Linked DNA regions of Sus scrofa: all the other regions are linked to region 2. The links are chromatin contacts, called in public Hi-C and HiChIP or PLAC-seq maps. All regions are on one chromosome and are shown on one strand. Each heading gives the region's core, a stretch centred on a gene start, on an enhancer-like site or on the middle of the called end of the contact. The rest is flanking DNA. Distances are from core to core; before and after follow the strand shown. Region 1 holds the start of NPPC (natriuretic peptide C). Region 2 overlaps DIS3L2 (DIS3 like 3'-5' exoribonuclease 2). Region 3 overlaps DIS3L2 (DIS3 like 3'-5' exoribonuclease 2). Region 4 overlaps DIS3L2 (DIS3 like 3'-5' exoribonuclease 2).

Evidence for each region. A called contact is a pair of places that touch in the nucleus more often than the background predicts. HiChIP or PLAC-seq counts read pairs in DNA pulled down with a chosen protein or histone mark.
Region 1: an H3K27ac HiChIP or PLAC-seq map of skeletal muscle shows a contact between it and region 2. The contact joins the promoter of NPPC here to the enhancer-like site in region 2. A contact is called at or near these places in 3 of 5 promoter capture datasets (fetal liver and liver), 24 of 47 Hi-C or Micro-C datasets (adipose tissue, alveolar macrophages, blood and 14 more) and 2 of 2 datasets of contacts at active chromatin or transcription factors (alveolar macrophages and skeletal muscle).
Region 3: an H3K27ac HiChIP or PLAC-seq map of skeletal muscle shows a contact between it and region 2, with 7 times the contacts expected there. The contact joins two enhancer-like sites. A contact is called at or near these places in 5 of 47 Hi-C or Micro-C datasets (embryonic fibroblasts, fetal skeletal muscle, heart right ventricle and 2 more) and 2 of 2 datasets of contacts at active chromatin or transcription factors (alveolar macrophages and skeletal muscle).
Region 4: a Hi-C map of skeletal muscle shows a contact between it and region 2, with 5 times the contacts expected there. The contact joins two enhancer-like sites. A contact is called at or near these places in 2 of 47 Hi-C or Micro-C datasets (epiblast stem cells and skeletal muscle) and 1 of 2 datasets of contacts at active chromatin or transcription factors (skeletal muscle).

The regions. Positions count from the first base shown.
Region 1 is chr15:132,508,228-132,514,925 of Sscrofa11.1, reverse strand. It overlaps NPPC (natriuretic peptide C), which reads left to right and starts at 5,401. Exons shown (of 2, transcript NM_001008482.1): 1 at 5,401-5,490; 2 at 5,930-6,220. The coding sequence starts at 5,401. The coding sequence ends at 6,220.
Region 2 is chr15:132,697,196-132,703,781 of Sscrofa11.1, reverse strand. DIS3L2 (DIS3 like 3'-5' exoribonuclease 2) reads right to left here. Exons shown (of 21, transcript NM_001195333.1): 8 at 6,322-6,569. Among named protein-coding and RNA genes, the nearest start is that of DIS3L2, 160 kb to the right of the region's middle. Within about 2 kb of position 5,336, at least 24 of the 83 cell types and tissues checked have an H3K27ac peak or open chromatin away from gene starts, as enhancers often do. A contact at or near this core is called in adipose tissue, alveolar macrophages, fetal skeletal muscle and 4 more, where this site is marked.
Region 3 is chr15:132,883,282-132,890,129 of Sscrofa11.1, reverse strand. All of the region lies in intron 14 of DIS3L2 (DIS3 like 3'-5' exoribonuclease 2), which reads right to left. Among named protein-coding and RNA genes, the nearest start is that of ECEL1, 110 kb to the left of the region's middle. Within about 2 kb of position 2,804, at least 40 of the 83 cell types and tissues checked have an H3K27ac peak or open chromatin away from gene starts, as enhancers often do. A contact at or near this core is called in alveolar macrophages, fetal skeletal muscle and skeletal muscle, where this site is marked.
Region 4 is chr15:132,834,025-132,840,731 of Sscrofa11.1, reverse strand. The region is part of intron 13 of DIS3L2 (DIS3 like 3'-5' exoribonuclease 2); the gene reads right to left. Among named protein-coding and RNA genes, the nearest start is that of ECEL1, 160 kb to the left of the region's middle. Within about 2 kb of position 1,566, at least 5 of the 83 cell types and tissues checked have an H3K27ac peak or open chromatin away from gene starts, as enhancers often do. A contact at or near this core is called in skeletal muscle, where this site is marked.

The DNA.
Region 1 (6,698 bases), core at 4,152-6,651, 190 kb after region 2:
AACAATTTATGGGCTTTGGGCTTAAAAGCGTTTTCTAATCCCTGTGGAGACCAGATTGCAAAAAAGTATGTTCCTCCAGCCCTCGTTAGCAGCTGGCTTGGTCATGACCCTCTCTTGCTAGTGTTTTCTGGTCATTCTCATTTTAGAAATTGACTGCTCACCAGAAAGTAATTGGTGATCACACACTCCTGGGGCAGAAATCTGCAGAGGCGTGGCGCGGAAAACTGAGAGATGTGGCTCCTTGAGCGGCCCGGTGGCCCTGGGTCCTGGCAGGCCCATCCTACGATGCTTAGTGGGAAGGCGCGATGCTGAGACGCTTCTGGAAGATACATGGAGCCCCCTCTCCACAGGGAGAAGCCCCCTTCCTTGAAGACTGTGGCCTCCCACAAAAGCTGAAACCCCGACTCTAAGACCAGACAATAGGCAGCCACTTCCGGGGGACACGCCAAGAAGGTGGGCTTCCGCACCGCCGGGACCCCCCGGGCAGCACGGAGTAGCTCCCTGTTTGGAAAAAATTCCAAAGACCAGGATTTTGCTAGAAGCCCAGCCAAGACGAGCTCGGTTCCCCGGTTCCCCGGGGCGCGGAGCCTGGCAGCGGATCCACACCCTCTGCAAACATCTGGTGCACGCACCCCGCTGAGGTCGGATCTGAACCGATTTCTGCTGGGAGGTCCCCTCCCTCACTACCCTGCTCACTTTCTCAGGCTTTAGGCTTCAGTTTCCCCTCCCTCACCTGCCTATCGAGAGCCACGTAGCGCACAGTGTTCTTTCCAGGAAACTGAGCCTGTCTGTAGCGCCTATATGTCATTTATTTTTCAAAAGAGGGGGAAAAAAAAAAAAAAGCAGGGGGTGGGGGGGAGGGATAAACTCTGACGTCATGGGCCTGCGTAGGACGGGGGGGTTGGAGGCCATCTGCAGCAGGTGCTGGCAGGGCCCCTGGGAAAGGAGAAGAAGGGCAGCTGGCTCGTCAGGTGGGGGTGTCCTGGGGTCAGACAAAGACCTCATGGCATGATGAGGTTAAGCTTCTCTGGAATTTCTGGCCCAGGAAGGATGGATGATGTTTCCCTGGCCGCTGGCTCCTCTCCTAAAGGCCGGCATCACAGGTGCAGCAGGATCCTTGGAAGACGTACCAAGCTCACGGTGACCTGGTCAAGCCATGGCCTCTGTGTCCTCAGAGGGTCCCCATCACCAGCTGATCCGGGGAGCCCGAGGGGTGCGGGGCCCTCCCACCCGGGGAGGGTGAGTTGTGCAGAAACATCGAGATCCCTCTTCTGCCCCAGCTGCTTCCTCCTACCTTTGTCTGGGACTCAGAAACCTCTTATCGGGCCTCCTGACTCATCTGCCCCCCGTCCAGGAGCCAAGGAAGGCTTTTTCCCCAAATACAGGTGGTGAAACTAAAGGCCTCAAGCCGTGATGGGACTTGGCGAGGGTCCCGCTGCAATTTCCCTGCCCGGCCTCCATGAGATCTGCTCACCGCCTGTTCAGTGTCCTCTCTGGGAAGTTATGCAGCTGGAAGGGGGCCCCTGGGATGAAATAATTGCAGAGAAAACAGATGGGCGGCGAGCAACCCTCCCCTCCTCTGTGCTCTGAAGAATCCGCCTGTTTCTCCCCAGGGCCAGGAGGGGGCACTGTTATACAGGGAGCGGGTTCCCATTGCCCAGGGAAGGAGCTGGACAGTCCTGCTGTAGTCACCCCTTCCCAGGCCTCCTAATGCCTTTATGCACCCCTTTTTCACCTCATCAAGGCCCACGCTCATCTCTACAGGGTCCTGGTAATGAACTGAACATCGACTGTCCCCCGGGAGGGCCTGTCTGTGGTGGCACAAGGGTCTTACCTTGCCCAGGTGGAGGAGGGGAGAAAGGGCAGAGGGGCCTGCCGGAATGGAGCGTTTTCTCTCCCCATCCCTACCTTTCGGAGGTCCAGGAGGGAAAAGAGGGTCCCGGCCAGGCAGCTCTCTGATGCCCGGAGCTTGGCACCCTTCAGCCTGGCTCTGACATCTCCCACTCCCTCCCTGCATCCCCCACCCATCCCCAAATGCTCACTCCCCTCAGCCTCATTTTTCAAGCCACCCCCTCTCGCTTGCTTGCCTATCCCACCCCCAAGAGCGCAATAGGCTCCCCCCCTTGGAGACAAGCCCCTCCCCTTCTTTATCCCATCTACGTACGGGCCTCCAGAACCTACTGGCCTCTCTAGCAAGCCTGCCTCCTCCGGGCAGTCCTACCTGAGGGTACCCCCCCTCCCCACTTCTTTCCCTGGGTCTGACTACCCCCCTTTATTCTCTAACTGCTCCCCTCTAAGCCTGGATGCGTTCTTCCATCTGCTCAAAGGGAGTCGCTCCAGTTGGCATCTGGTTTCCCTCCTCTTATCCTTCTCACCTCCTGTGGCCCGGGTCCCCTTCCCTGGATCCGCACAGGCTTCTCCTTCCCCAGGAAGCCTGCCCTGCAGGCCCAAGCTGAGGGAGCTGCCCTCCCTCCCTGCCAAAGCTAGTGTCTGTGGCCTGGGGCCTGGCGATGGGGGAGAAGGGGCGGGGGGGTGGGTCTTCCCTGCTGGGCCTGGAACGCCATCAGCTGCACTGCTGCTCAGTGAATACTTCCGAAAGCAGTAGATCGATAAGCGACAAATGACAAGATTCCCCACAGAACTGCCAGGTTCCAGAGGCCCAGGGGCCTTTTCTCTCTCCTTCTCCCACTGAGCATCTGAGAAAGTGCCACAAACAGCTCAGGTTCAGAGGCTCGGTGGGTGCAACTTTCCCAGGCCAGGCCCCCGAGGCCGGAGCAAGAAGGAGCAGATCTTGTGAGGGAGAAGCAGAAAGAAGTGACCTGCTTCCCTGGTCTAGGCCCAGGGGCGAGGCCAAGACTTCTCTGCAGCTCCCTGGGCAAGAAAACCAAGGGGAAGGGGAACGCTTCAGGGGCCAAGGCCAAGGCTGTGCTGACTGCCTCCTTCCATGCAGGTCCCTCCAAGGCCGCCCTCCCACTCTATCCACCTACCAAGCCCCAGCCAAGAGCAGGGATGCGAAGCCTCACACTGCACATAACCCTTCCAGGATCCAACTTGCCCCAAATCCATAGGCCAGTGGTCCGAAGTTGGGGGTATCACCAGAAGAGTCCTTGTCCCAAAAGAAGAACTAGAATCCAAGGTGTTAGACACACTCCGGTGGGGGTGGGGTGGAATCGGTTTATTATCTATTTAGCCTCAAAGCTCAAAGAGAGCGGAGACCTAGATGGTTACTGAGCTGTCACCAAGTACATCCAAGGGACACAGAAGACAGGAAAGCACCAGCCTACAGATATTCATATTCAGACAGAAAGAGGTGACCTTGGAGCGCTGGAAGCTTCCAACCTGTCCTTAATAAGGGGTTTCAGAGGATGGACTGTTGCTCCCTGGAAACCAGCCTAGAGCCTGGCTCAGGAGTCAATCTGCCTGGCTCTTTAAACCAGTGTAAATAAAGCGAGTCTCAAAAATAAAAATAAGCATATATATAAAGAAAAAGAGAATTTAAAAAAATGAAGCGAGTCTCAAAGAAGCCCAGATGGGCACTGTTTCTCTTCATCCAGTAGACAAAGAGGAGAGGGGACTTCCAATGCCCATCTGGAGAGCCCATCTTCTTCCCCTTCTTCTTCCTCTTCCTTTCTCCTCAAAGGAAAGAGTGGTGCCACTCGAAGGGGGTTACCATGGAGAGGCAATCGGGGTGGCTGCCTGGAGGTGGCGTGTCAACTCACCAACTCACAAAGGATGCCCTGTTGATTTCTGGATCCTCTTGGGGTTCAGGAAATCCAGCTGCCCCACATCCAGGCCTCAGGGGTACATTATTTCCTAAACAAACGGACCTGCAAGTGGTCCACAACAGTTTCCGGCTCCGAATGCCAGGGTGGGAAAGAAAGCAGATGGTTTTGCGTTTGGCCTCCAGGCTCTGGGCTCAGGCTCTGCTGTAAGATTGACCTCGTGGAACCTTCTTCTCCAGGCCCCTCTTGAGTCCAGTGGCCTTCCCCACCCCCACCGCCCCATGCAGCTTCCTTTCCCTGAAAAAGCTCCTCCAGGAGCCTCACACCCTCAGGGTCATCTTCACGCCTGGGGTCCACCAGCACCTCCCTGTTTGCTCTCCAGCTCAGAGGCAGCAGAATCACAGATTACTGCACCTCACCCAATTCTTAGGGTTCTTTGCCTCAGTGGCTTTTCCTGAAAGAGTCTTAAGAACCCCAGGGACGGAGAAGCCCTCGGCAAGGAGAGGGAGTCGTGAGCAGCAGGGATACTGGGGCAGGATCTGACAACTAGGACAGGGACCACTCTGAGCCCCCAAAACGCAAAGCCAGACTGGGCTCCAGACTGGCTTAAGTTCCCTCCCCACACCGTGCAGGTGCACCGGACACTGGAGGGAACGTCCTCCCGCTGCGAATCCTCGCGTAGGTTCAGACAAGGTCAGTTGCGCACCCCTCGGGGCAGACCAAAGCCATCTGCTGGGTCAGCTTTGGGGACGGCTGTGCGGCGGAAGCGGACTGAGGGGGAACTTAGAGCCTCAGCGGCGGGCACATGATGCTACTGCACACACGCTTGAGCACTCCTATCGCTTCTCGCTCCCAAACACACCGGCAGGCGAAAAGCGTGCTTTCTCCGGTGTAGGACTTGCGCTCCCCCCTGCGGCCCTGGGCAAACCTCGCTCTCTCTGCGCCTTCCTCCCGGACCTCTGGCCCCCATCTTTTGCTTCCCCGATCCAAGGCGTCGGTGGCGTCTGAACTACTGTCCCGGCCAGCAGGTGAAACGTGGAGCCGCAGCATCAGGCCTCGCGCCTGTCAGGTGCCCCGGGAAGAGTTTGGCAACAAGGCAGATCTGCGTGGATTTCGGGCTGTGCCAACTTTGTGGCTGTGTGACTTGGAGCAAGTGACTTAATTCCTCTGAGCCTATCTTTGCAGCTGCAAAGAAGGAAACTGATCCCCTCCAGGGAGAGCATGGGTGTTGTGGTCCAAGCTTGCGCGCAGGGCACCGGGCGCACCATCGCTTGGCAGGCCAGGGCGCGCGCTCCCTGCAATTGGAGTTCCCTTGTGCACGCCACTTTGCAGCTGGGAGAGCTGTTGGGAGAGAGCCCGCCGAGCCGCGGGATCCCTCCGGGGTGGGAAGAGGGTGGGGGCAGAGGGGGAGCCCCCGCGGCCCCCTCCCGGCCTTCGGCGCGCGTGCCATTGGCCCGGGCGGCCTTGTGGGCGGGAGGATGACATCAGCGGCAGGTTGGATTATAAAGGCGCGAGCGGAGCCACGGGCTCAGAGCGCACCCAGCCGGCGCCGCGCAGCACTGGGACTCGCGCCCGCACCGCAGCCCGGCCAGTCTGCTCCGCGCTCGCTTGCCAGTCTGCCCGCCGGCCCCGTGCACCTCTCTGCCGCCGATCTGCGCCCCTCCACCCCACAGGCACCATGCACCTCTCCCAGCTGCTGGCCTGCGCTCTGCTGCTCACGCTCCTCTCGCTCCGGCCCTCCGAAGCCAAGCCCGGAGCGCCGCCGAAGGTGGGTGCTGTCGCAGGGACGTCGGAACTGTGAGGGGCCGTGGCACGGCTGGGGGGGTCTAGGAGGGTGCGGCGCGCCAGAAGCAGCAGAGGGGCCAGGAAGGCGGCTCTCTCCCCAGATGTGCGCCGGTAAGAGCTGGGGCGCCTTCGAAGCCTGGGGAGAACGTCTGCAAACGCGCAGCCGCTGCCCCAGCGTGGTCAGCCGGGCAGGGGGCAGAGGAGAAGAGGGCGAGGGACTCCCTGAGGAAGGGGACAGCGGCGGCCGCGTGGCAGGTGGATGCAGGGCCCAACTATCCTGCACCTGTGGGGGAGCGCTCAGGGCTTGAAAGGGACAAACCGCGCCGGCGGGCGTGTCGCCCTGGAGCATCAGCGGCCCCACAAAGTCCCCCGCCCTGCCGTCGTGCGTCCCTTCACTTACCTGTTCTTTCCCCCTCGGACAGGTCCCTCGAACTCCGCCAGGGGAGGAGGTGGCCGAGCCCCAGGCTGCGGGCGGCGGTCAGAAGAAGGGCGACAAGACTCCTGGGGGCGGTGGCGCCAACCTCAAGGGCGACCGGTCTCGACTGCTCCGGGACCTGCGCGTGGACACCAAGTCTCGGGCGGCGTGGGCCCGCCTTCTGCACGAGCACCCCAACGCGCGCAAATACAAAGGAGGCAACAAGAAGGGTTTGTCCAAGGGCTGCTTCGGCCTCAAACTGGACCGGATCGGCTCCATGAGCGGCCTGGGATGTTAGTGCGGCGACCCCTGGCGGCGGTGAGTACCACCCAACCCTGGCCTCCGGGCGCTCTTGGCACACCCAGCTCCCCCGAGAAGGCCCCCAGAACCAAGCCTGAACCCCGTGCCGCAAGCCGGTCTCCCTCTGATCCCCAGACTTTGGGACCATTCCGCCTCCCAGCCGACCTTTGGAGGGGAGCCAACCGACTCCAGCACAAGACTGAGGGCGTGTGCCAGACATTTGTCCCAAGACCGTTTATCATTCCATTTCACAGATGGGGGAAATTGAGGGATAAAGTGGCCAGGTAATTTTGGCAAGGTCAGAAGCGGCTCAGCATGGATGAACGCACCTGGCTGCCTCTGGGGAAACAGGCAGCTTGGTGGAGTCCTGCCCATCCCAGGAACATAAGGCAGCCAGCAGCACTGGCCCCAGTTTGCCAGTTGGGGGGTCTTGAAGAGTGATCCTGGGCTGATGGGAGCAGAGGAGGAAGGGCAGA
Region 2 (6,586 bases), core at 4,087-6,586:
CCCTTTTGGCCAGGACGCCCTCCATGGCGAAGGTGTCGACTTTTCCAAAGCTGATCTTCATAGGCCACCAGGTGGAGCCCAACAGTCACCAAAAAAGAGCCCCCTCCTCAGCCTGGTTTGCTTTTTGTCCACCAGCCAAGTGAGGGCCATACCCCCTGAAAAGGACTTACAAAGCCCAAGTTTGCTAAGGCACGGTTTCAGGATTGTGCAACATAGCCTCTTCTCACAAGAATCTTCAGATAAAGAACATTCTCGTGAAAAGGTGAAATAACTGTTTTGCACAGGGGGAAGGACTGGATAGAGCTATTTTTCAATTTGCTAATCCTGCAGGCAATGAAACAAACTAATTTACCCTGTTTGTTTTTTCTATCACCCTGATTACTGGTTCACTTTCCCAAATCCAATTTAATGTCATAGAATGACCACCTCCCCAATTCTACCTACCCCATAAGCAATCTGAGAACCACCACACCTGAGAGTCAAAGTATTTGCTTCCGTCAGTCCATAAATATTCCTGATTGTCTGGTAACAGAAACCGCACGGGTGTAAAGGGGCAGCTGAAGAAGATACCAGAACAGACGCCCTTCCCCGCCAGCTGCTTCCGCCCCTCCGTACATGGCCAGTCAGGTCTCCCCTTCATCTCCTTTCAGTCGCCCTCTCCAGTGGAAGCTGCTGCCCTTCACTCTCATTAAAATGAGCAGTCCTGGAGCTCCTGCTGTGGCTCAGCTGGGTACAAACCCGACTAGGATCCATGAGGACGCAGATTCAATCCCTGGCCTCACTCAATGGGTTAAGGATCCTGTGTTGCTGTGAGCTGTGGTGTAGGTCGCAGATATGGCTCGGATGCTGCATTCCTGTGGCTGTGGTGCAGGCCAGCAGCTACAGCTATGATTTGACCCCTAGCCTGGGAACTTCTACCTGCTTCGGGTGTGGACATGAAAAGAGCAAAAAAATAAAAAGAAAAAAAGAAAAAAAGAAAAAGAAAAAGAAAAATGAGCAGTACTGAGACCATTCTCTATCTCTCATTTTTAGAGTCTCCCATTAAACTTAGACAATCCCACATTCAAGCCAAAATTTCTCATTCCTGCTACCCATGTGCCGACCTATTCATTTTCCTCCTTCTCATCCCTTAAAGCTACCAAAGTCTGCTAGAGAAAGTAATATAAATATGTCGGTTTGCTCTGGGTCAATTCAGGTCATAGGGCTTCCGTCAGTCTTCGGCGTTGCCAAGGAAACACTATCGCGTTCCTCACAGTAGCTGCTGTAAAACTCTTCCGTTTTCTTCAAGATTTAACCTTAAATATTCCAGAAAGAGAAATCATGACCAATCTAGGAGAAAGTGACCCTGATATTTCCATGCTCATGACATCCTGGAAGGAAAGGCTGGGACTGTAAACTCTAGACCTTAGGATTGCAGATTTCACAAAGGTCTGAGAAAAGAGAGGCACGAATTCCACTGTAAGAGTGTCTAAAGGGAAAGACGATTTAAGAGAGTTGGGAGGAGTTCCCATCGTGGCGCAGGGGAAATGAATCCAACTAGGAAACATGAGGTTGAGGGTTCAACCCCTGGCCTTGCTCAATGGGTTAAAGATCCAGCGTTGCCCTGAGCTGTGGTGTAAGTTGCAGATGAGGCTCAGATCCCAACTTGCTGTGGCTGTGGTGTAGGCCGGCAACTGTAGCTCTGATTCGACCCCTAGCCCAGGAACCTCTATATGCCGCAGGCACAGCCCTAAAAAGCAAAAAGAAAAAAGAGAGAGAGTTGGGAAACTCTTTAATAATGTAAGTCTGATTATATAATTATAAATCATTCCAGGGAATGATTATAAATCATTCCAGCAAGGAAGCCAATGGGGCTTATCTTGGAAAAAGAGTCCAGTACTAAATATAAAAAGTACTAATTATGTTGTGATACGTAACAAAATGCCGTGTTTCCCAAAAGCCAGTAAGGGTTCACTAAGACCAGCTAACCTTTAGGTTTTTGATAGCAATACAGGACTGAGTCATGAAAATGTGACGCCCAGAGGTGAATACGGCTCAAGTGAAATCTCTTCTGACAATTCCAAGAACAAGATGAAAAATAACTCTTAACAAGCAGAGATCTAGAGTACTATAATAGTCCTTAGCCTCCTCTTAATTGGAGGTTCCAAAGTGCCAGAGAAGCAACACTTCCACTTTAGAGGGGCACTGAGACTGACGGCCTCCTTGAGCCCCTTCCAAAGCTACTGAAATCATCTGCTCTGCTGATGTGCACAGTCGACCGAACCAGTTTGCTAAAAGGTTCTAAATCCGGGGCTCTTCACCGGAGCTTACATGTGGACTACATGTTGTTATCAAGTGTTGATTTTGAACCATAAAAACTTGGTTCTGGTCACGTTCTGTTCTAAGGTCCTCCTGTGTTCTCCAGCTTGATTTACGGTATAACATCTCGCTAGTCAACATGGCTGAAGACCTCGGGGTCATCAAATCATGTTCATCTACCCATCGGACAGCCAGCACTCACTCACTGAGTATCCTTGTTCCGAAAGAGCGCGTGGCAAAGTAAATAATTTACGGAAGTAATTATAACACAAGCAGATGAGAGCTACAGGAATGGTATCAAAAGAAACTATGGGAGCATCCGTGATGGAGGACTCAGAGCCAGGGAACCCTTTTCAAGTGGATAACTGCTAAGTTTCAGAGTTGAGTATTTCACTAAATCAACACTGGGGAGAAGAGAAAGACACTGCTGGGAAGGGAAGTGCAGTGTGTACAGCTTCGGATCTGTGAACACAGTGATGAAAAGGCGAGCCATGGGGTATAAGTGAAGGGAACAGCAGGAGATGCTCTTGGTGAGTCATGATTAAACGCCACTGTTACCTACGCCATCACCCGAGTCAGAAGCCTGAGACTTCAAGGTTCTGTCCTTCTCCTTCATGCCCCATTTCCAATCAGTCATCACGTCTGAGAAAACTACCTTCCTCATCTCCCCTGAAGCTTCTTATTTCTTTGCTTCCTTCACTGCAGCTTCTTTATTCCAGGTTCTCCCATCTCATCTTAGGCCGAGAGCCTACTGCTTGTTTCTGGTCATGGCCCCTCCCACCCGCCCTGGACTCTCAGGGCAATTTTTTAGCAAAGAGGCAATCCTGGACTTCCCCATTCATCAGCCTCCTCTAAACTTCCAGAAAAATAATTTTATCCCTGTGGAAGAATTTACAACACTCTGCTTCATATTATTGTTAGACTCAAAGAGATAGGCCATTCAATCCATGTGCTTTCTCCACACTCCTTGCCAGAGAGGTGTCTGGTAACTGGGCCATGGATCGTGGGACCTTGGCACCCCCCACCTCTGGTTAAAACTATTGACCGGGGAAAATAACTGTCTCAACAGACCAGTAAAGACTTCCTCCCCTAGAAATTCTGCACTGTGATCTAGACTTCAGTGTGTGACCTGTGGAGGACTGGCAGTGCCATGTAGGGGCCATGAATGCTACTGAGCAAGTAGATGGCTACTGTGTAGAGAAAAGCAGAGTAGTACAGCTCAAGGGCAGAAAGGGGCAGAGAAAAGATACCTTCGGTGGCTGGACAGCTCAGGGTGGTTGAGAGAGAAGCTGTGAATTCCTTTGCCACCTCGCCAGTTCTGAGTTCCTCAAGACACCTGCCTACACTTCCTGCCCTGGGTTTCAGAAGAACACCACTTTCTTATAGTAAGCACCACTTTCATTTAAATTAAGTCAAGTAGATTTCCATTTCTGAGAATCAAATGAATCCTATGACATTTATGTAAAGTCCCTCTGCATCCAGCTATAAGGTCTTTAAACAAAGAAACTACAGCTTGTTTACCTTTTTATTTCTCATGTAATATAGCAGTGACCAAACATGTGGTCAACACCCGCCTCATGAACTGATGTTACAGAGGAAGTAAAGGACTTCAGACTTGATTAATTCATAGCCATTATATAGGCAGAAGATCAATGCTTCAAAGGGTAGAGTGTAGGGGAGCTCCCGTCATGGCTCAGTGGTTAACGAACCCAACTAGCATCCATGAGGACTCGGGTTCGATCCCTGGCATCACTCAGTGGGTTAAGGATCTGGCGTTGCCATGAGCTGTGGTGTGGGTCGCAGATGCGGCTCAGATCCCGCATTGCTGTGGCTGTGGTGTAGGCCGGCAGCTGTGGCTCCAATTGGACCCCTATCCTGGGAACTTCCATATGCCGAGGGTATGGCCCTAAAAGACAGAAAGACCAACAAAAAACAAACAAACAAACAAAAACCAAGGATAGAGTGTAGGGACAGAGGAGAAATTCAGAAGGCAGGCATTTTGGCTAAACTTGGCTTTTAGGCAGTTTCTATGGAAGCAAACCACACACATTCATACCCATAGCAAGGACCTCCTTCGTGCTCCTGGTCCAAACCTGGCAAAGATGCGAGAGGAAGCCCAGGCAGTCACGGCACAGCATGTTCTGATGGGGAAACAGTGACCTCAGCTCCTAAAGATCAGTAACTGACAGCCAGAACCAAACGGCCCGGAGACCACCAACAGGCAACAGCTGCAGCCCGCGCCCCTCAGGAGACAGACGTCGGCTGAGAACTTCATCATGCAAACCTGCCACATTTTATTTCTTAAGATAAATTTTCTCATTTCTACAAAGGTTTCAAAAGGCTTATTTCCATAAAAGACAATGTTTAATGTCTTTACGGTAAGAAGGTAGAGCAAAAGCAGCTTTCCATCCAACTATGAGACTCCTCGGATTTTTGTATTGTGAAAAGAACACCATTAATATGATTATAGTATATTTTAATATTCTTTCTTTAGCGTCAACAAACGTCCTTGCTGCTTCAAAGGCCTAACTCCTTTCTGGATTACTGTTGTTCTTTATCCACAAGAAAAGAGTTCTTGATGAAGTAATGGCCGGGCTGTAAAACAAGGAAGCTGAAGGGCCGTTTGAGCGACCAGAGAAACTCACACAGTCAAGATTTCCTGCTACACCCTTACAACTTGCAAAGTGAGGAAGGAGCCCAATCAGTCTACACAATGGGATATGACAGCAAGGCAGATAAAAGATAAGGCTGGATTTCCTGCCTTGATGTGAAAGTGTTCCCTTTCCACGGCCAAGCAGAGTGTGGCGGGCACAATCGCCAGGGGCCAGGTGGCACAGGCATTATCGAGAGCCCTTTGAGCGGATGGTGAGAAACTGGCAAGCCTCTCAGAAGGGCTATTTAGGGCTCAAGGGGTTGACGTCACTTTTGGATAATGAGTTAGGCTTAAAAACGATGACATTGCAACCACAGCACTTGAGAGCAAAACAGAAAGTACAACCGTTCCGGAGTGGCCCTGAGATGCACAGCGATCTTCACGGCGCGGAGACGGCGGCCCGGGGCAGGGTTTCTTAAACGGCATTAGGTCTGACACGCAGGTTTGAGCTGGTTTACCTCCGCTAGCCGGAAGAGGCAAAGTGTGGAAGAAACATGAGGACATCCCCACCCTGCAGCCACAGGACCTTCCCAGGAGGGTCCATCCTGCACAAGTTAGAGGACCAAAAAGCAAGTCCCCAAATGAGACGCAAAGTGAGTGCCACAGCAAACTTTCCTAGCCCGCATGCCTGGGAAGCCCAAACCAGACACCATCCATAATAAAGGGCTACAGATTACAGCTAAGGCTTAATATTGCTTTTCTTTCCAAATGAATACCAACTGTGAGAAGGAAAGGGGCAGAGCATTTGATCAAACAGCTGGGTCCAGCAGTTTCCTCAGATTACAATGAAGGGGCCAGCCATGATGCTTTGTGGCCACATAATCTGAATGTTTCCCTAAAAACACAGAACTCTTTCCTTGCTTATGGTAGGGTGACTTAATCTTTAATGCCATAATTGAAATGTCAGAAAGATCAAAAAAGCATTCAAACATACCTTTACATTCATATATTTTAAAGCATGGGAGATTGAGGTCCCCTGAATATGCCTAGAATTTCAATATTTTAACATTAGTGTCTAAAAAGAGGGCTCTGATTATTTGATGCCATGAATCCTTTGCAAGTCCACAAGTACAAACAGGATTCATTATATAACAGGAAATAAACAGAAGCTCAGAATGTTCTTATGTTTTATGCCAAAAAAACGAAAACAAACAAAAAAGGTGATCGCTTGGCAAATTCAAGGAACGCAGAGGTGACCAGCTGAGGTGGGAGCAAAGGGCCATTTCAGAAACACCAGGATCAAATTATGCCAAGTAGACATGTTTCAATGAAGAAATAACAATTAAAATACATTTTAAAAGTTTACCTAAAGTTTACCTAAACCAAGCTCTGTCTGGGATCTGTGGTTTTTCCTGCCAGAGATCACCTACCCCAGGGCAAAATTGCTGTCTTCCTTCCAGTCCACGATGCGGCAGATGAACAGTGTGTTGGCATAATCTTTCGGCCGGGTCACAAAATCCTGGGGACAGTCCTTGAGAGGCACATAAATTCTAGGCACTCGGTGGTCCGAGGGAGAAAACAGGGCATATTTCCTGAACAGCTCACTGTTCTTATCAGCCAAGAGTTTGAGGAAGCCAGTTGCTGCACGGGAATGTTTTTTCTCCAAGATGTAAACCACCTGAAAATACCGAAGAT
Region 3 (6,848 bases), core at 1,555-4,054, 190 kb before region 2:
CGCCTCCCACCTACAGCCGTTCATTGCTTGTTCACTTCCTCACCCTCAAACCTTTTGGAGCTGCTGCTGCGGGTCGGTGCGGTGAGACAGTGAAGAGCCACCCGTTAGGCACAGGTGACAGGCTACGTGCAGCCCCTGAAAGCCTCTTGGAGCCCAGGAGGTGCTTTTATCCCCTTCTAAAGCATGGGGAGCTTAAGGTGCAAAGAGGTGATCAGGCCCAAGTCCCCCTGCTCCCAACCAGCGGCAGGGAGTCATCACCAGTCTGCGTGACCTCAAGGCCCTGTTGCCTCTGTGATGCCCTGGACACTGCTGCCACCAGAAAGCCTGGGCCTGCCCTCCGGGAGCCCCACCCTAGTGGGGTAATACGCCTGCAGATGCGAGGTCACTTCCAAGAGATGGCTGAGGAGGGCCACACGAAAGGGACGCAACAGTACAGGTGCGGAGGAGGGAACGCATCAAGTAAGACTGGAAAATAAGGGATCTAGGGAGGAGAGACGAGGGCTGGGGGTGGGGGCAGGCAAGCATGGCCCCCAGGGCCCTGGGTGCCGGACCCAGGATGGGGGGACAGTGGCACCCCGGAGCAGAGGCCTGGTGCAGCTGGGGGAAGAGTCAGGGCTGGCAGGAGGCAGCCAGAAAGGGCAGGACAGGCCAGAGCTCAGGGCCGCAGGCAAGCTTGGGAGTGGGCAAGACTGTCACAGGGCCCAGCGGGACAAAGTGGGAGGGAGCTCGGAGGGTGACGCGGTGGCTGAGAAGTGGAAAGTGGCATGAGAAGAGGGAACCAGGCCCCGCTGGGTGGTTGTGCAAACCCAGCAGTGGGGCGGGGGAGTGCCCTGGAGGTGGCCGCTGGACTTGGCTGGCAGGAGCGCGTGGCTGTGGCCGTGGGGATGGGCAAGGTGATTCTGAAAACCAAAGATTCAAGGGTGAGGGAGGCGGTCAAGAGTGGACTCCTGGCAATACACTATCAGTGAGAGAGGCAAGCGCTGGTCTGAGAGGGACCGAGAAAGGCCTCTGCAATGTTTTCTGTTATTGCCTGAGGTTTCCAGAGGATCGGAGTACGTTTTCAGGAGGAGCCAATAGGAAAGAACCCGGGGCTGAGCGCGAGACCAGTGCGGGAGGGAGGGAGCTCCAGGAGGGAGGTGGGCCTCCAGGGCTGGGTGCAGGGGGGGGGGCTCTGCGCTGCCCCCTGTGAAGGGGGACCCTGGGGGAGACCCCCCCCGAGTGGGGATCAGCTGGGTAACCCGGAAGCCTTGCCTGACGACTGTCCCCAAAAGTGTCTTCTCAAGTCCACTGGACACAGGAGAGAGGAGAGAGCCCTACACCCACCAGGTCAACAAAAGGAGGCCCTGGACCTGGCCTCGGCACAGGGCAGCCTCCCCGGGCCGCCCTGGGTGGGGGGTGCTGGTCTCTGAACTGCGGCAAAGGCAGGCACGGTCCAGACGGGGGTCAGAGTTGGGCTGGCCACGCCGAGCTGGTTGCTCTCCGCTCCCCTAGAACTGCCTTAGACGAGGGGGGCGGCTGGTGATGTGCCGGGGGTCTCAGGCCTGCGCGGCGCTGATGCTGACGGCAGGCTGCAGTCCCGCCCTGCCAGGCCTGGGCCTCTCCTCCGCCTCGACCCTGACCTCTCCGCCCTGCCGGGCAAGAGGGGCTGGGCCTCCACAACGTTCCCTTTCCAGATCCATTTTACCAGCCTAACCAGATGAGAGACTCAGCCCACCCCTTCCCCACCCAGAACGCTCAGAAGGTGGCTTTGGAAAGGATCACAGAGCTGGGCAGCCAGGGCAGAGTGGCATGGCTGCCGCCCAACCCTGAAAATGCATCGCTTTTCAAAGACCAAAACCAACTGAGAGACTAGAACAGCCTCTTTCCCCTCAGCCACCAGGCACTTGTCGCAGCTCTGCGGAGTCTCATGCAAATGGAATCAGGCCACTTACGGAGCTAGTTCAATTAGCTCCTGGTGAAAACTACTAACTTGGAAATTTGATAAGAATTTGCTCCCTGCCAGCGGCAAATCCATTTCTTCTAAAGACGGCATTTTCCCCACTTGGGCACTCACCGCGGGCCGGGAGTCCTTGGGCTTTGCATTGGCCGTGAAGGCAGCTGCTGGGCCCTCCTGAGAGCAGCGTGCCCGAGCGGGTGGGGGGCGGGGGGGGGTTCACTGCGGCTGACAGCCCGAGGCTGTGACCACCCTGGAGGGGACCCGCTGCTCTCCTGGCGCCCCCAAATTGAGTGGGATGTGGTGGGAAAATGCAAGGGCCCAGGGAGTCGGAGCAGGGGAGGTGGGAAGTCTGGAGCCAATGAAGACAGAAGTGGGAGCAGCTGGGCTGGGGCGGGGGAGGGAGCGAGGTGGAGCTGGTGGCCTGTGAGCCTGAAAGGGGGAGGCCTGGAGAGAGGGAGCTGCCGGCAGAGTGGCCTGGGGGCGGTGAGGGGGCGCCCACCCACGGCAGCAGGCACCCTGCTGCAGGCCTCTGCGCCGAGGGTGCTGCGGCTGCGGCTCGGGCCTCTCGCTGACCCCTCTCCTCCTGGGCTGACTGCAACCTGCTGAGCGCTTTGGACCTTCCCATGAAACCGCAGGGAAATGAATGGGGCCGCGTTCACAGGCACGGAAAAGCCCAGAGGAGCAGGCCTCTGGAGCCAGACATAACAGGCCCCGTGGGTGAGGCCGGAGCCAGGTTTCCTCTTCGGGGAGGCTGAATCCACTCCAGGCCTTTCTATAGGCTCAGCAGGCGGGGCCCAGCTGCAGCAGGAGGCACGTTTCAGCTGCTTGTTTTTCTAGCTCTAGAGGAAGTCTCCAGAGGCTCCGCTTCAGAGAGGCCGGGGCCCTGCCAAAGGGAGGCCCAGCGGCTGCGGTAGGGAGTGGGGAGGGGACATGCGGGGAGCCGGTTGACAGGCAGAAAGCCCTTTGTCAGCGTAAAGCTGGAGAAGCCTCGCTCCCTTCCCGAGGTTCAGGGCTCTGCTCTTCAAGGCACCAGCAGGCCTGCGTGGGGCAGTGGCCCTGGGCTGAGCTGGTGGACAAAAAACTCCCCCAAAGCAGAACCGGGGCGCAGTTTGTGCTGAGCGGCCTGGCAGAGCTGGGTCACTAGGGCTTGCTGGCTCCACTGCGGTGGGGACACACATGGCTTCTGCCACTCCTCGCTGCTGTCTAACTGGAATTAGAACCGCTGACCAGAGGAGGTGCAGCCAAGACGCACAGAAGCCAGGCCACCTCTGGGAGCCACCATAGGGCCCTCCAATGGCTTATCTGCCCCGCGTGGACCCCAGCCCAGCAGCAGGGGCTGGTTCTGCAGCCTAGGATAAAGGACAGAGCTTGGATAAGCTCCGTAGGGGCTGGCAAGGCCATCACTGACGATGACCACTTGTTGGTCACTTTTGATTTGGAAATTAGGCTTTAGGCCCCCAAATATTTGAGAGAGAAGTGTGTTCTGGATACACGGGTCCCCCCCTGCCGCACACACGACAAAAGGCAGCTGGGTAGCAGAGGACAAGGCACAAAGGCAGGCGTTCCTGAGCATTTGAGCGTGCTTTGCTCACCTCCGAGACACTTTTGGCCCCAGGGCCTCTGGGGAGCAGCTCCCCTTGGGCAGGGCCACCCCCCCCACCACACGGCCACCACAGGCTGGTCTCAGGCCAGGCTTTCTGGGCACATTATTTCATTGAGTCCTCACAAAACCCCGCATGGGAAGTGGCAGGTCAGCCCTAAATCTATGCAGAGGGAAACCGAGTGTCTGAGAAGCCAAGGACAGTGACCATGGAGATGAGAGAATGTGGCGGGGCTGTGGTCTGGAGACTGGGCTTTGTGACTCTAAGGTCTGTCCTCTGTCCCCATCTTGTGACGGGAGGGGGGGCCAGGCCTGGTGCTGTGAGCGGAGGAAGGGCAGCTCATGTGTCCATCTGGAATGGGAATCCCAGTGCTTTAGGTCAGTGGTGGCTTCTCTGCCACAAAGGGAGAGCGTGTGTCTCTCTCCCGCCCCGGCCCCAGCGCAGCAATGCCACCTCGGGCCAGCCGGTGGGCAGCTGAGTGGGCAGCTGGGCCCGTGGAGGGAGGCCCACAGGGGGTGCAGCAAGCTGCCCGGGGGCTGCTTCTCTGCCCACTGTGGGAATCAGCTGGAGCAGTGGGGCCTGAGCCCCGACACACCGACCTCCTACGGGCACTGCGCGGGGGACCCCAGGAGGAGAAGGACGGGTGCAAGGCACAGGTGGGACGTGTCCTGGCGGGGAAGCCATCTGGCTGTGAAACCACCTTGGGAAATAGCTGGGCAGACTGCATGAGGGTTCCAGTCGCTGCAGCGGCCCCTGCGGGGTTCCTCTTCACCCTAAGGTCCTCTCCTAAGGACTGGGCGCCAAGGTTTCCTTGCAGTGACCGGCCAAGGGCTCTGCTGACAGCGAGAGTCAACTCTGGGCCACGGTGGCACCTGGGGCGGTCCACCGCTTCCCTACGTCCTTCCTCCTGATTGTCAAGGGCACCTCCTGTCCTCAGCAAGGGCTGCAGCAGCTGCAGAGCCGAAGTCACTCATCTCGACCTAGTTCGCCATCTCCCTGGCAACCTCAGAGGGACGGGCAGCGGCTGCTCCCTGCCCCCGTGTCTGATGTTGGCACACCGCACAGGGCAACACGGAAGCCCGCCTTCGGGCCGGGCAGGGCCACCTCCATAACCCTGCCTTCCCGCCGCCTGTCTCCTGCTCAGCGGGACAAAGAGGACAGGCCTGGGGCTCCCTCCCCACGTGGACGCCTCCTCCCGTCTGCCTCTGGGGCTCCGGCCTCCTTTTGGTCGCGGTGCTGCCCCTGGGATGAGCACAAGCGCCGAGCTGGCTCCCTCCCACGGCTCTAGTTCGCCTGCCACTGGCTCACAGGCTCTGCCTCTTGCATCTGTGCACCTCGTTTTTGCTAACGCTTCTCCTGTTCCACCTGCGGAAACGTGCTGCGGAGGGTCACGGGGGAGCGGAGAGTCATCTTTGGGGCCGTGGCCGTCGTGACCCGTAGACATCCTGCCCTGCGAGCCGCCGAGCCCCACGGGCGAGCCTCACCCGAGCCCCGCTAGTCTGTCCCACGAGGGTGTTTTCTCACCCACCTCTGCGCCGGGCAAAGAATTCGGGCATTTTTGCTTCCCCTGCTGGCTTCCATCCTGTCAGGAGGCCCAGCCCTGGCCATGTAAAGGCGCCGAGCTAAGGGCACTCTGGCGTCTTGTGTCAAAGGCTGCAGCTCCTGTGGCCCTGGCACCTCCCGCTGACCTGACGCCAGCCTCAGCCCAGCTCTCCCCGCGGCCACGAGGAAGCTGCCAGCCTCTTTGGGCTTCCCCTGGGGGGAATGGGCACCCACACTTCCTAGGACCCCCCCCCCCCGGGGCCTCTCTGCTGCTCCCTCACCTGCCACGCCCTAACCCACCTCCGCTGAATCTCAGTTCAAGGCATCCCCCTCGTTGGCCCAGGCCCTCTGGGCTCTTCTAGCCCCAGAACTCATTGTTGGATTGCGACTATCTCTTTTGAGGCCAGATTTCCAGTCTGGGGACCAGGCCTTGCCCGGCTCTGTGTCCCAGGGCCAAGGGCACGTGTAGGTGCCATTCCACCTGGCTCAGACGGGCCACGGACTGTGATGGCCAATGCTTTCTCAACTATGTCTGTTTGGGGAATGAACGTGGCACTTCAGAGACATGATTTGCTTGGTGTTCCACAGAAGATGCAAAAGGGGGGCGTTCCCTGGTGGTCTAGTGGTTAGGATTTGGTGCTTTCACTGTTGCGGCTTGGGTTCAATCCCTGGTCTGGGAACTGAGATCCCACATCGAGCCGCTACATGCTTTGGCCAAAAAGAAAAAAAAAAAAGAAAGATTCATTTAAAAAAAAATACAAATAAAAAAATGTTACAGGGAAAACAGGCCTGTTTGTAGAGGCGGAAGTGGGCTCCAGAAGGGCCTAGGAGTGGGGTTTGGCTCCTGCAGCTCCCCTTCAGTTCTCCCTGCTGGAAAGCAGGCAGGCAGGTGAACTCAACAGACGGAACCTAGGTCAGCTTCTGCCAGCCTGATGGGGCATGCTAAATGTGCTCCAATGAAACTCTTCCTTGCCTCTACACAGGCATGACTTAGATCCAGCGCTGGCGACAATGTGGCTGGGGCTCACTTGTTGGCCCCCTGAGAGATGAGCACTTTTGTCCAGAGCAGCCCTCCTCACTCTCAGTATGAAAGCTAGCAGATTAAAAAAAAAAAAAAAACCAAAAAACCCCCTCTCTTTCCACGCCTGGGCTGTTTCCACTGAACTAACACTTGTCTTATCACCCACTGGGACGCGGTGTGTTGAGTCTGGCAGAGCTCTTCACCAGTAATGCGACTTTTAAAATATTGACTCGCCGTTTTATGAACTAGGTTCAGAGTGGTTTAAACGGATTTATTCCCGTCCCGAGCCTCTGGGCTTCCCCAGCATTGTCGCGACCCTCCTAGACACACACAGCCGATCTCCAGGGCACACCGGCTCTCCCTCCACACCCTGGAGGGGTGGCGAGCAGGGAGACTGGTGGCTCTCGCCCCCACCTCGACCCCTGCATCTCTGGACCAAGGAAAGCTCTCAGACTCAAGCTGAGTGACAGCATCAGTCCTTTCCAGGTGCCACCCTCAACTCCACCTTAGACCCAAGGCCAGAACAGCCTGGATTAGGCCTCCTTCCAGGTGAGCTGAGTTGACGGCAAGGCAGCAAGGCCAGTGGGTGTCCAAACCTGACTACATCCCGTGGTTCTACTTTCTGAGCTGCCTCTGCCGGCCAAGTCCACCTTTCAGAGCCCTGCTTTTCCAGGACCTAGAGATGCTCTCCGAAAGTTCTCCAGGCACATGGGAAGCTGACTAGACTTCTGCGGCAGCAACGGCCTCC
Region 4 (6,707 bases), core at 317-2,816, 140 kb before region 2:
TTCATTAGCAAACTGTTATACTTAGGAGACTACCAATTTAATGGGGATCAGAAACCAGCTGGGATTTCCTCCCCGGGTGTCACCCCTCTGGTCTCCACCCATTTCCCCCCAACTCTGGCACATTTCCTGCCCCACCCCCTCCTCGAGGAGGGGCTCACAATTCAAGGGGCAATGAAATCATTTGTAATTTACTTTTAGCATTTCTAGTGTTTTCTAACAGCAAATTGCTAATTTCTATGTTGTACAGTAGTAGACTTTTAAAAACAGAATGACCCTTCCACACGCAGCCCAAACTCAACTTTTCCTGGGCCACCCCTGGGGGCTTTTTGTGTCTCTATTCTGTCCCTTAAGCCACTCTGAAGGCTGGGACATGAGCGCTGGGGCCACGTTCTAATCTCTTGGTCCCAATATCCAGCAGAGTCCTTTGTACCTGGTAGATATATGTTTTTTAATACGAGAAATTAAAAACATAAGTCAAAACGTCTCAAGCTATGAAATACTCTTAAAGCTCTTAAATTCTCTTTGGTTAAAAGTGTCTGGCATGTCTCACTGAAGAGAGGAAAGCAAGAAGTAGTTCACAACAAAACAACGGTGTTACAGCAACACCATTCTTTAAACACGTGGGCATTTCTCGAGGAGCAGCAGGGCCACGTCTTCCAGTTCTAGACTGCAGAATGGGCACGGTGTCCTCGAGCACCCGCTGACCCCGGGGCACTGACCGCGGGGGCATTTTGGTGCGAGAGCAGATTTTAGTGCGCCTCTTCTGCAGGCTGATGGGTGAGCAAGGTATCTGCCTTCTACACAGATCAGGAGCGCGGGCAGGGAGGGAGGCTGGCACGGGGGAGGCAGCCTCTCTGAAGTGGCTTCTGGCTTCCAGAGGACGTGGGGCAAGGGGGCGCGGGGAGCAAGTGGAGGCCCAGGCCATGCAAAGGCAGGAAGGAGGAGTGAGGAAGGGAGATGGGTTGGTGGGACACAGGGTCCCCCACACTCAGGCCCCATCACCAAGAGGCTTTTGGATCTGATGGAACAACCCACTCGGTCTCCAAGGCTGGTCTGAGGTCAACACGACGGAAAGGTTTTCCACAAACCTCAACCAGATCGATGTCAGAGGCCGTCCCGAACTGGGAAACTGTGTCTTCCCTTTGTTTTGGTGCTAAAATGTTTTCATTTATAAAATCGTGGAGGATGGTAACTGACTTTTAAAGAAATTGTTTTTGTGTGCCAAAAAAAAAAAAAAAAAAAAACCCCTAGAAATCTTATCTTATCCCAGAATATTAATGGAAATCTCATTATCCATGACACCTGCTTAAGGGGACAGCAGGTTCTGGAGCGACAGGTGAAAGCAGCTTTTGGGGGGCACTCAGCCTGGCAGCGGAGTTGAGACAGACAGCTAGCAGAACAGCAGCAGAGCCCCCGGCTCGCAGAGCGCAATCAGCTGGGCCTGGCCCAAGAAGCCGTCATGGTTGAAATCTAAGGATCAGCTGCACGGTTCCCTTTCCCCAGCGCAGGTTTTACTAACGTCAAAGGATTCCATGCCTCTTATGTAGCCGTTTGGCTCTCACTGGAGTGACGTGGGGTGTGACATGGGGCAGAGTGAGGACGTGCAGGGCGTCCTGCGAACAGAAGGGGAGCGTCCTCCCCGTGAGCACAGCGACCCACCAGACAGGGCCCTGGAGGAGCCAAACCTGTGCCGTCCACCAGGGCCGCTAACCTGAAAGGCGGGGCACCGGCCCTTGTCCGGCTCAGCCCCCAGCAGTTTCCCACGCGTCGCCCTGTCAGAGGGAGAGCCCCCTCGGTCTCACTTCACGGCCCCCTGGAAATGCCAGGGAGTCAGGTCTGAATCATCTGGGCACGCTCTTCAGGCCCAGCTGGGAGGGGAGTGTGCTTCTCAGAGGGCCCAGCAGCAACCAACGCAGAACCTCCGTCCTGTGAAATCAATTCCACGAAAAGCAAATCCAGGCTGGGGTCAGAATTCACACAGGGAGAATTAGGCTGGGGACCCAGCGTGGTAAACGAATCATCTCCACCTCATCACGGGGGTGGGGAATGGCAGCTAACACTAAAACACCCCAGGAGGACCCTTTCCGAGGGGCAGGTGGGGGGACTCGGTGCCCACCTTTCCAAGCCTGGGCATCTCCATTCCTGGAGTGGTGCCTGGGGGTGGGGGGGGCTCTCTGCCTTCTCCTGGAGAGCCTCTTGTGCCAGGCTCCCCGAGGGGCACAGCCTGGTCTGAGGATGCAGAGGTGAACATGGAAGGGCTTAGGACGCCTTAGAAGCACTGCCAGCCCCCCGGGGGCTAAAGCCTCCTGGCTCCTCACACCTGCCCAGGCAGCTCCACCTTGCGCGGGCCCTTGTTACACCATGTTCTAACCCGGTATGCCCTGGCAAGTTATGAAACAGCCAACCCTTTTATTCAAAAGAGGAAACTGCTGTGATTCTTAATGTGCACTTAATTCTCTTACGTAAACACACGTCTCTTCTAGAGCTACAAGCCTTCTCCCAGATCGCAGCTACAGTCATCTTTTAAACAGACCGACGCGTATAGAGAGGCTTAGAGGCCTTAAAAACAGGCGGCAGGGGCTGGCGAGGTAAAGAGGAACAGATACCATCCTTACCCTAAGGAACCCACAGTCTTAGAGAACGGGACAGGGAAGCAAGGGGAAAATGACAAGGCAACGCGATCAGGACAGGTGACAGGTGTAACTAAAGTGCTCCGGGACGAGTTCCCATCGTGGCTCAGTGGTTAACGAATCCCACTAGGAACCACGAGTTGCGGGTTCGATCACTGGCCTTGCTCAGTGGGTTAAGGATCCGGCGTTGCCATGAGCTGTGGTGTAGGTCGAAGATGCAGCTCAGATCCCGCGTTGCTGTGGCTGTGGCGTAGGCTGGCGGCTACAGCTCCGATTGGACCCCTAGCCTGGGAACTTCCACATGCCGTGGGAGCGGCCCAAGAAATGGCAAAAAGACTGACTAAATAAATAAATAAATAAAGTGCTCGGGGAGCCCTAAGTGGAAGGGATGGACGGGCTGGGCAATGTGAGCGTCTCTGCAACAGGACTTGGGGGTTTAATTCTCAGCTTAAACTTAATCTTAGTTTCTTAGGAAACTAAGAAAGGTTTACAGGGGTGGGGCTTAAACTTAATCTTAGTTTCTTAGGAAACTAAGAAAGGTTTACAGGGGTGGGAATAGAGTCTTTCCCTTCTATAAGGAATGAGCCTGGGTACAGGCGCACAGAGAGGACCAGAAGGCAAGTGAAAAGCCTAGTTTACTTTCTAAAGTTATTACAGAAAGCAGTCTTCAGAGCTCTGCTGAGGACCGACACTGGCCATTCTGTCCAAGAGCAGAAGCATCAGCTCCTGGTCCTCCCCGCCGGCCACCGCACTGGAGGGCACCTGGTAGTGAAGGGTGTCCCGGGACGCGGGACCCAGCACCCCCGGGCCCCAGTCTCTCTCTGCCTCTGGCTATTTTCTGCTTCCTCTAATCAGCCCAATCAGAGTTTCTTTTTACAGCATTAACCTCTGGGCTGTGCCAAATGCTTGCACTGGCTCAAGCTGCCTTCTCTTAACCTGAGCTCTAGCAGCGATAGAGGGAATATTTGGATCTCAGTCTGGCTCGTGCGTCCATTTCTCAGTGGGCTCGGGACTCAGAAGGGAGAGGGGGGTGAGGGATTACACCCCTTGAATCTCACCAGGGTGGGCCTTGGGTGCCTTTCAGCCCCTTTCACCCATCATGCCCTTCACCTCGATCACCTGGGATTCGGGGCGGCCCTTCCCCAGCGGCCTTCTTCCGCTAATCCCATCCACCCAGCCTCGGGGTGGGTGCTCCTTTAGCCCTGTGGCAACTCACTCGGCCCTGGCTTCTATCTTACTGAAGGTTCCCGTAAGCGCACAGAGTTCTTCTTCACAAACTCACAAGCCACTGCCTCAGGCTCCTTCACAGAACTGTGGGCAGAACTCGTAACTCGACAGGAGCTCCAGAAATCTCTGTCTAGCGAGGGCCGGAAATCATGTCTGGGTCTGTAGCTTTAACAACTTCCAGAATACTGCTACCTGTATTCCTTCTAACTTTTGAAAATTATGAGTAAATGACTATGAGACATGCCTAAAGGAAGTGTGAGCACATGAAAAGTTTAGGGCTATAATAACAAGCTGCTCAGCAAAGCTACTCGACACTTAATGATAGATGTTCGTCTTTACGTGTGTGCTAACGAGCCACACATAGTGATCAGCTCATACAAGTGGGTGTAATTAGTGTTACTTATACACAACCGGGGCAGGTCTTCAGGTCTGTTTCTTGTCCATACCTTGGGATGCAGACATGCGGATTGCTTTTCCCGACTCCACATGAAACCAAAGCGTGATAACTAAATCAATCTCTGTCTCAAAGCAAAGATTTCAATACCCTGTGATCGGAAACTCCTGCGTATTCATGTGCCCTCTCTTCCAGAGGCCGTCCTAGATGGCCTGGGTGCTCACGGCTCAAAAGAGCACAGATGCTTGGCTGTGGATTGATTGATTGATTGATTGATTGATGTCTTTTTGCCTTTTCTAGGGCCGCTCCTGCGGCATATGGAGGTTCCCAGGCTAGGGGTCTAAACAGAGCTCAGAGCCACAGCAACTCGAGATCTGAGCCGAGTCTGCGATCTACACCACAGCTCACGGCAACGCCAGATCCTCGACCCGCTGAGCAAGGGCAGGGATCGAACCCGCAACCTCATGGTTCCTAGTCGGATTCGTTAACCACTGTGCCATGACGGGAACTCCTGTGGATTTATTTATAAATGGGGGGGATAGATCAAAATGAAAATTTTGCCAACAGGATTATTATGAAACTGGTACCTGGGAAAAAGGGGGGAAAACTGACAGGATGATAAATATTCTTTAAGCCTCCCTGATTCTACAACTATCTCCATGACTGAAGTAACGCAACGCCTGTTAACATTTAAGCGGGGAGTTCCTGCTGTGGCACAGCAGGTTAAGGATCTGATGTTGCTGCAGCTATTGCTTGAGTTGCAGCTGTGGCTCAGATTCGATCCCTAAGCCATATGCTGTGTGTGCGGCCGAAAAAGAGAAAAAAAAAAAAAAAACAGAAAAGAGAAAGAAACCAAAAACATTTAACCAGAAGCCCTGAATTTCTAGTGAAAGCGTTCCTGTACTGTTTTGAAGGGTAGCAATTCTTATGGTGACAGAGATGACACAAAGCAACTCTGTTATTTTTAGTCTTCATTCGATTCCCTTATAATTATTCACGTCAGGCCAACCCAAACAGGGCCTGAAAGCTACACACAGGAGCTAAGAGCAGCAAAAAAGGCTAGTGAAGTTATAACTGAAAATGCAACCAGAGTTCTCGCACCACTTCAAACACAATGGGTCTCTTACTGAGTCTAATGAGTAGAAAGAAGGACGGACCTGAGTGCGCGGAGTGCGGGGAGGTCTCTCCAGCCTGGAGAGTTTAGCAAGAGGCTTTCAACCACCTCTCGGTCATTTTACATTTTAGGGCTCTTATGAGTAGCTGTTAATAACGGCCAGTGCGAATAGGCAGAGCCTACGGTGTGACACAGTGAACGATACAAAGATGAAGACATAATCCAAGGTCACACTCACTGGGACATTTCAGGAGACCCAGTCTGACTCAGAGAGAGACGGAGACAGACCCAGTCCCCCCTCTTCCCCCACCCCAACCCCCGGTGTAAGCAGAGAACTCCTGACAGGTACTTCCATCACAGATGCCCTATTCACAGGCTAATGGACAGAGGATAAATTGCTAGGATCTTTCTGGAAGGGAATGTGGCAGTGTTTCAAAAATTCTTTTTTTTTTTTTGGTCTTTTGTCTTTTGAGGGCCACACCCACAGCATAGGGAGGTTCCCAGGCTAGGGGTCTAATCGGAGCTGTAGCAGCCAGCCTACATCACATCCACAGCAACTCAGGATCTGAGCCACGTCTGCAACCTACACCACAGCTCACGGCAACGCCAGATCCTTGACCCGCTGAGTGAGGCCAGGAATCGAACCTGCAACCTGGTGGTTTCTAGTCAGATTCATTTCCGCCGTGCCACAATGGAACTCCTCTCAAAATTCTTAAATGTGTCTATTTTCTGACCCTATCACCATGGTTCCGGGACTATCCTAAAGAAATAACCAGAGATCAGGGTAAAGATTTATGAACACAGGTGGCCATCGCACTACTTGTGGCATCAAAAAATCAGGAAGTAAATGTCCACAATGGGAGCATGGGTAAATGGTTAAGGGCATATTCGTATGGCAGAATGTTACATCAGCACTGTAATGCTTTAGAAGAATTTTGAGGAGTTCCCGTCGTGGCTCAATGGTTAATGAATCTGACTAAGAACCATGAGGTTGTGGGTTCGATCTCTGGCCTTGCTCAGTGGGTTAAGGATCCGGCGTTGCCGTGAGCTGTGGTGTGGGTTGCAGTCATGGCTTGGATCCCGTGTTGCTGTGGCTCTGGCGTAGGCCAGTGGCTACAGCTCCGATTCGATCTTCAGCCTGGGAACCTCCATGTGCCGCAGGAGCTGCCCAAGAAATGGCAAAAAGAAAAAAAAAAAAAAAAAAAAAAAGAATTTTGACTGACATGGGAGAAACCTACTATATAATATTAAACAGCAGAATATAAAAATTATAGTATGCTGGAGTTTCCTTTGTGGCTCAGCAGTTAATGAACCCAACTAGGATCCATGAGGATGCGGGTTC